2 separate regions of the Zea mays genome follow, and region 2 is linked to region 1. Evidence: chromatin contacts called from public Hi-C data. All regions are on one chromosome and are shown on one strand. Each heading gives the region's core, a stretch centred on a gene start, on an enhancer-like site or on the middle of the called end of the contact. The rest is flanking DNA. Distances are from core to core; before and after follow the strand shown.

Region 1 (2,814 bases), core at 232-2,731:
TATCATATAAAACTCTATATTGATTCTTTAAAATAATTTATATGAAATTGATAATGTTTGTCACAACTCACACGAATTCTGTATACCATAATGAATTGATGGTTGAGAGACTATGCACGAGGCATGCAAATTAACAAGACTCATACAAGCGTCGAACATTGTGCTGATGATGATCAGAGACACAAGGGCAGCACATGATCAGGTCTTAACATGTTTGGCTTCCGAACAGGCTTTTCTCCAGATCCCCAAGGAAGAAGAAGATCCGGTCAGATATATGTCGATGCTCATCCCAACGTACATAAGCTATCAATGGTATTATATGTTCCCGTTGTAATGTACGGGCACACAACTAGTAAAGCCTTAAATCTAGATTATAGGGCAGCTCACTGCGATGTATTATATTTAAGACAATTGAGAGCATGCTTATAATTTTTTAACCAAATTTTATAAAATGAGGTATTATTGAATTAATTTTTTCTATGTAGAGCTCTATATTTCAATTTAAGGCACCGATTTAAGGTATTGTTGGAGATACTTTAAAAGACAATTATGAAATATATAGAATTCTTATTTGTGCATTTAGCGCTCTGGCAATAATCCCTAACCGTCTTATAGTAAGTTTTCAGATTTATTCTAATCAAAATTTGATTGTTTATAGAGTCGACGTACACGCTTTGAATTAGAATCTATCGAACCACTTCACTCTTGTAGAGAAAGGGTGTTTTTTTATGAGGCCAAGGACTCAAAATAGTGCCAAGGTGCTTTAAAGAAATGGACGATTTTTCTTTTACGGGGCGTTTGGATCTCTTTATTTTAGAGGAATTGGAATTTATTCAATAAAGTAACTTATTTAGTTTAGAATTTGACATTCCACAACTTTCTAAAGTTCAGATATAAGGCTATCTCAAATTCATGGGGTGGTGGATGAGAAATGATTTTATACAGTAGTATAATTTGTTTCTACTCTGTAACTTAAATGACACTATTTATCTCACTCCTCTATAGTAAAATTATAACACATAAATATTTCCGACATCTTTCTAATAATAGTATACAAATATATTTTATATAAAATTTAATTAGATTAATTAATATATACCTAAATTACTATTATTAGAATGGAATTCAATTCCAATAATCTAAACGAAGCGTTAGAAAAAATGTACGACAATTAGATAATTATTGCCTTGAATATGAATCCTCGCCCCACTATATGATTACAGAGTTATTTTTATTTAACGTATACTACGTTGATAACTGCAAGATTTTTTTTCTCAACAATCATACATGCCTTCGTACTTCTTGGCAAAAGGTGGCATAATATTTTCAGGTGCCAGCTGCACAGTGCGGTGCCCAGCTCAAATCCTTTTGGGGCCAAATTAGATTTACAGAACTTTACGGAGGGGCTAGATGAACTTTCCTCTTCAACGGCCCCCTTGTCTTCTCCATTTGTTCATTTCGCGTGGCTTCCCTTGCCCCCTATTAAACCACCGAGCTGGGCGCCTCCCCGTGGCGCTCGCGGCCGCATTAGCGCGGAGATCGAGAGACAAGAGAGGGAAGGCGGCGGCTTGCCGGCTTAAGCCTTCTCTCCCTCCGTCGTCGCCTCCTCCTTACGTCCGCTTCTTCCTCCTGGTACGCCTGAAAACCTTGATGACTCGCCCGCGTTAGATTTGGATTTTCTGCGGTTTCCAATCTGAACCACGATTTTAGAGATCCAGAAGTTCTTGGCTGAGATCCTGGCATTTGGGACTTTCTGACAGCAGTCTCTATTGTTTTCAGAATGGAGACGTCAGCGCCGCCCAATGCCCCCGCTCCGCCGGCGCAGCCACGGAGGCGGTTGCCGGACTTCCAGCAGTCAGTGCGGCTCAAGTATGTGAAGCTGGGGTACCACTACCTCATATCCCACGGGATGTACCTGCTGCTGTCGCCGCTGATGGCGCTCGTCGCCGTGCAGCTCTCCACCGTCTCCCCGCATGACCTCGCCGACCTGTGGGAGCAGCTCCGCTTCAACCTCCTCTCCGTCGTCGCCTGCTCCACGCTGCTCGTCTTCCTCTCCACCGTTTACTTCCTCACCCGCCCGCGCCCCGTGTACCTGCTCGACTTCGCCTGCTACAAGCCGGAGTCGGAGCGCAAGTGCACGCGCGAGACCTTCATGCACTGCTCCAAGCTCACCGGATCCTTCACGGACGAGAACCTCGAGTTCCAGCGCAAGATCCTCGAGCGCTCCGGCCTCGGCGAGGACACGTACCTTCCCCCCGCCGTGCTCCGGGTGCCCCCTAACCCGTGCATGGACGAGGCGCGTAAGGAGGCGCGCGCCGTCATGTTCGGCGCCATCGACCAGCTGCTCGAGAAGACCGGTGTCAGGCCCAAGGACATTGGTGTCCTAGTGGTCAACTGCAGCCTGTTCAACCCGACGCCGTCGCTGTCAGCCATGGTGGTGAACCATTACAAGCTGAGGGGGAATATTGTGAGCTACAACCTCGGCGGGATGGGCTGCAGCGCCGGGCTTCTGTCCATCGACCTCGCCAAGGATCTGCTGCAGGTGCACCCCAACTCTTACGCCCTGGTGATCAGCATGGAGAACATCACACTGAATTGGTACTTTGGGAACAACCGGTCCATGCTTGTGTCGAATTGCCTGTTCCGGATGGGTGGCGCGGCCATCCTGCTCTCGAACAGGCGGTCTGACAGGCGGAGGTCCAAGTATGAGCTGGTGCACACGGTGCGCACGCACAAGGGCGCCAACGACAAGTGCTTCGGCTGCGTGACACAGGAGGAAGATGAGATTGGCAAGATTGGCGTGTCACTGTCCAA
Region 2 (2,939 bases), core at 63-2,562, 280 kb after region 1:
CAAAATTTGCTTTATGATCTTTACAACAACAACAAAGCCTTTCGGTCCCAAGTAAATTGGGGTAGGCTAGAGTGAAACCCCACATGAGCCCCTAGTCACGGTTCTGGCATGTCAATAGCTTCTTCCCGCTTCATGAGCTTTTTGAAAAATAAAACCATTCGATGGTGGAGTTTAAAACTAGTTTAGGGGTTTTCATTTTCCAACTGTGCAGGACTGGAGAAATTTATTGATCAACCAATATATAAAGCAGAGTAGCAAACAAATGACAGAACTTTGAATAATGTTCTTGTGGGGTGGGGTGGGGGAGCATGAGGCCAGAACAGGGAGTGGGGGGACTTTTCATGACATATAAGTACTGGATTAACAGTTCAATTATGCCCTCTTTCCATGTACTCGAACCACCCAACCTTTTCACCACGAGGCATGCTAAAACAATGATCTTTACCAGAACAAAAACCCCAAGTCACGAAAAGTTACATCATTATGTATTCATGTCCATTACCATGTACATGTGTCTGCAATAAATTATACACGACAAGAAAACTAGGGAAGCATCAGGTACCAAGCCAATTTTTGCTTCGCACAAACATTCTGGAATGTTCCCTGCCAGCATACTTTGTTCCATACTTCCATTCGATAATATGACCTATCATTTCATTTAATCCAAAGCAGCCTTTTCAAAACACCCCCGGATCACAATCAATTATAATTGCTTTTCCAGACTCCGAACCAATTGCGTGCATCCACATATACCGCATGGCTCCAAGCGTCTTGCCCCTCTTCCTACCAGTACTCTAGTACAAACAAGGATGTACCAGGAGCTTCAGCGCCCTCTTTTCCCTCCCCCTCCTTTTCTCACCTCCCAAACCCAGGACAACCCGTCCCATCCATCACACCAGTGCAAATCCTAGCGCCTTGGCACAATCGTCTCGCGGCACGCAGCTGAGGCGGCAGCAGCCACACCAAACAACACAGGTTAAGCATTTTAATCAAGCCGCCCGTGACACAAAAGCTGCCAACTTTCGCGCAGATCAGGCAAGTCATCTTGCTAATCGCGGAGGAAGCCAGATTCAGGAGAGCGGACTTACAAAAGAGGAGTGCCGCGCGAGCGCCGGCTTCCTCGCCGCCGCCGCCGGGATCGGGGGCCTCCCGCCGCCGCCGCCTCGAGGCACGTGCTCTTCCATCACCGACCAAATTGGCTAGGGTTAGGGTTCGGATCTGGTCCTGGGAGCTACCTGCACGTAGGAGCCTCCGTACTGTAGAGCGTGAACAGTAGCAGGAAAAAGTAGGGGAGGAAAAGGCGAAGAGAAAACGAGCGGCACCACAGGGGCGTTTGGGTAAATTCGTGGGTGCTGTTAGGCTGTACTCTCTTGGATTTTTTATTTGAGTTTTGTGAGGGTCAAATAAAAAACATAGAGGTAGTATTTGACTAATAATATTAACTAATATTTGTCGTCCACTAGTTTATTTTTCAACTAAACAATGATAAAAAATGATAGAGTATTATATAAACATTTTTTTATAACGCAGCGACATTTTTTAAAAGGAAATAATTTTTAGTTTTAAATTCTTTTGACATGGTTATCAACTACTTACAAATTCATAAAATTAAATATCTAAATAATATAAAATGATTTTTTATTAAAAAAGTTTTATCTATAATTTTATTGTATATAATATGATAATTCTAAATAAATTCTCCATCGAAACCGATCTTCGTGTAATGCGAGATTCCAGTTTGAGGGGCTCATGCTGTCGATTGGTGGGTCGGTGTTATGATGTTATCTCGGGGCACGACTGTGGATAGGGGGGTTCATGCGAATATGTGTGCGTCAGTACGTGTGGAGCAGATGCGGTGGCAAGGGTCGAAGCTCCGGCTTGGGCTCGGGCCTTGCATTTGTATTGCATGGCTAAAGCATGAGGCGGCGACGGAGCCTTCCCATGGCAGTCGAGTATGGCGGCGTGGAACCACGGCTGAAAAGGGCACAATAGTGTTAAGCCCCAAGATGGGTAGGCGGACGGTCTGCTCATGCGTAAAATCAGTTAGGGTTCCGGATTTCTAGCGGGATTAACTCGAGAACCGACTTATAACAGGTCTAGACCTCCTCCCTTTATACATAGATGAAGGGTTACAGTCGATTGAACCCCCACAATCGATCCAATCAATTCTACTTATCGTTTTTACCTTATGCATTAGGAGTAGCTTTAGTTTAGCCCTAGTTTAGCCTTCTTCTACCTCGAATCTTCACCTCTCTTCGGCTCTACGTCGACTAGAGGCGTCTTGGGTGGGCTGTCGATGCCAAGACACACCCTAGGATCTCTCCTCCTCGACGGGGTCCCTCCCTGGAGGCGAGATCTAGGTCTGCTGCGAAGAAGACGACTCTATGCGCCATCGCAGAACGTCCAAGCCCTAGGCATGGCCCGTCCGGATGAACACAGAGGAGGAGCCACTCCTATGCCTAGGTCACGGACCATCTGGCCTTGTGTCGTGGACCGTCCGCGCCTCCATAGAGAGCACCTGAGAGCACCTAGATGGGGGTGAATAGGTGATCCTGCAAAAATTAACTCTAAACAAGACAAACTTGGTTTATAATAAGTGTTAGTAGAACCAAAATCAAGTTGAGATGAATAGAGATAGAGAGAACAAGAGAACTCTTCACTTGATTGTTCCTTTAAGATATGTATCAAACTTGGAAACAATAACACAAGTGAATATGTGAGAACTCTATGGAAGAAAATAATCACAATAAAGAAACGCACAAGTGACACGGTGATTTTATCCCGTGTTTCGGCCAATTCCTACTCCACATTATGGTGACCTCCTTTGGTCAAGGGTTGCACTCAACCTCTCTCAAGTGATCCAAAGATCTAACTTGAGTACCACAGTTTTCTTCCTTATATCAAGTTTTTCCCTTTATGAGGAATCTCCACAAGTTGGA

Evidence for each region. Hi-C and Micro-C count contacts between places; a contact is called where the count stands out from the background.
Region 2: a Hi-C map of leaf shows a contact between it and region 1, with 6 times the contacts expected there. The contact joins the promoter of LOC100193064 here to the promoter of LOC542018 in region 1. A contact is called at or near these places in 2 of 25 Hi-C or Micro-C datasets (ear and leaf).

The regions. Positions count from the first base shown.
Region 1 is chr9:92,186,050-92,188,863 of Zm-B73-REFERENCE-NAM-5.0, forward strand. It overlaps LOC542018 (fatty acid elongase 1), which reads left to right and starts at 1,482. Exons shown (of 2, transcript NM_001279650.2): 1 at 1,482-1,632; 2 at 1,780-2,814. The coding sequence starts at 1,781.
Region 2 is chr9:92,465,087-92,468,025 of Zm-B73-REFERENCE-NAM-5.0, forward strand. LOC100193064 reads right to left here and starts at 1,313. Exons shown (of 4, transcript NM_001138230.2): 1 at 1,089-1,313. The coding sequence starts at 1,184.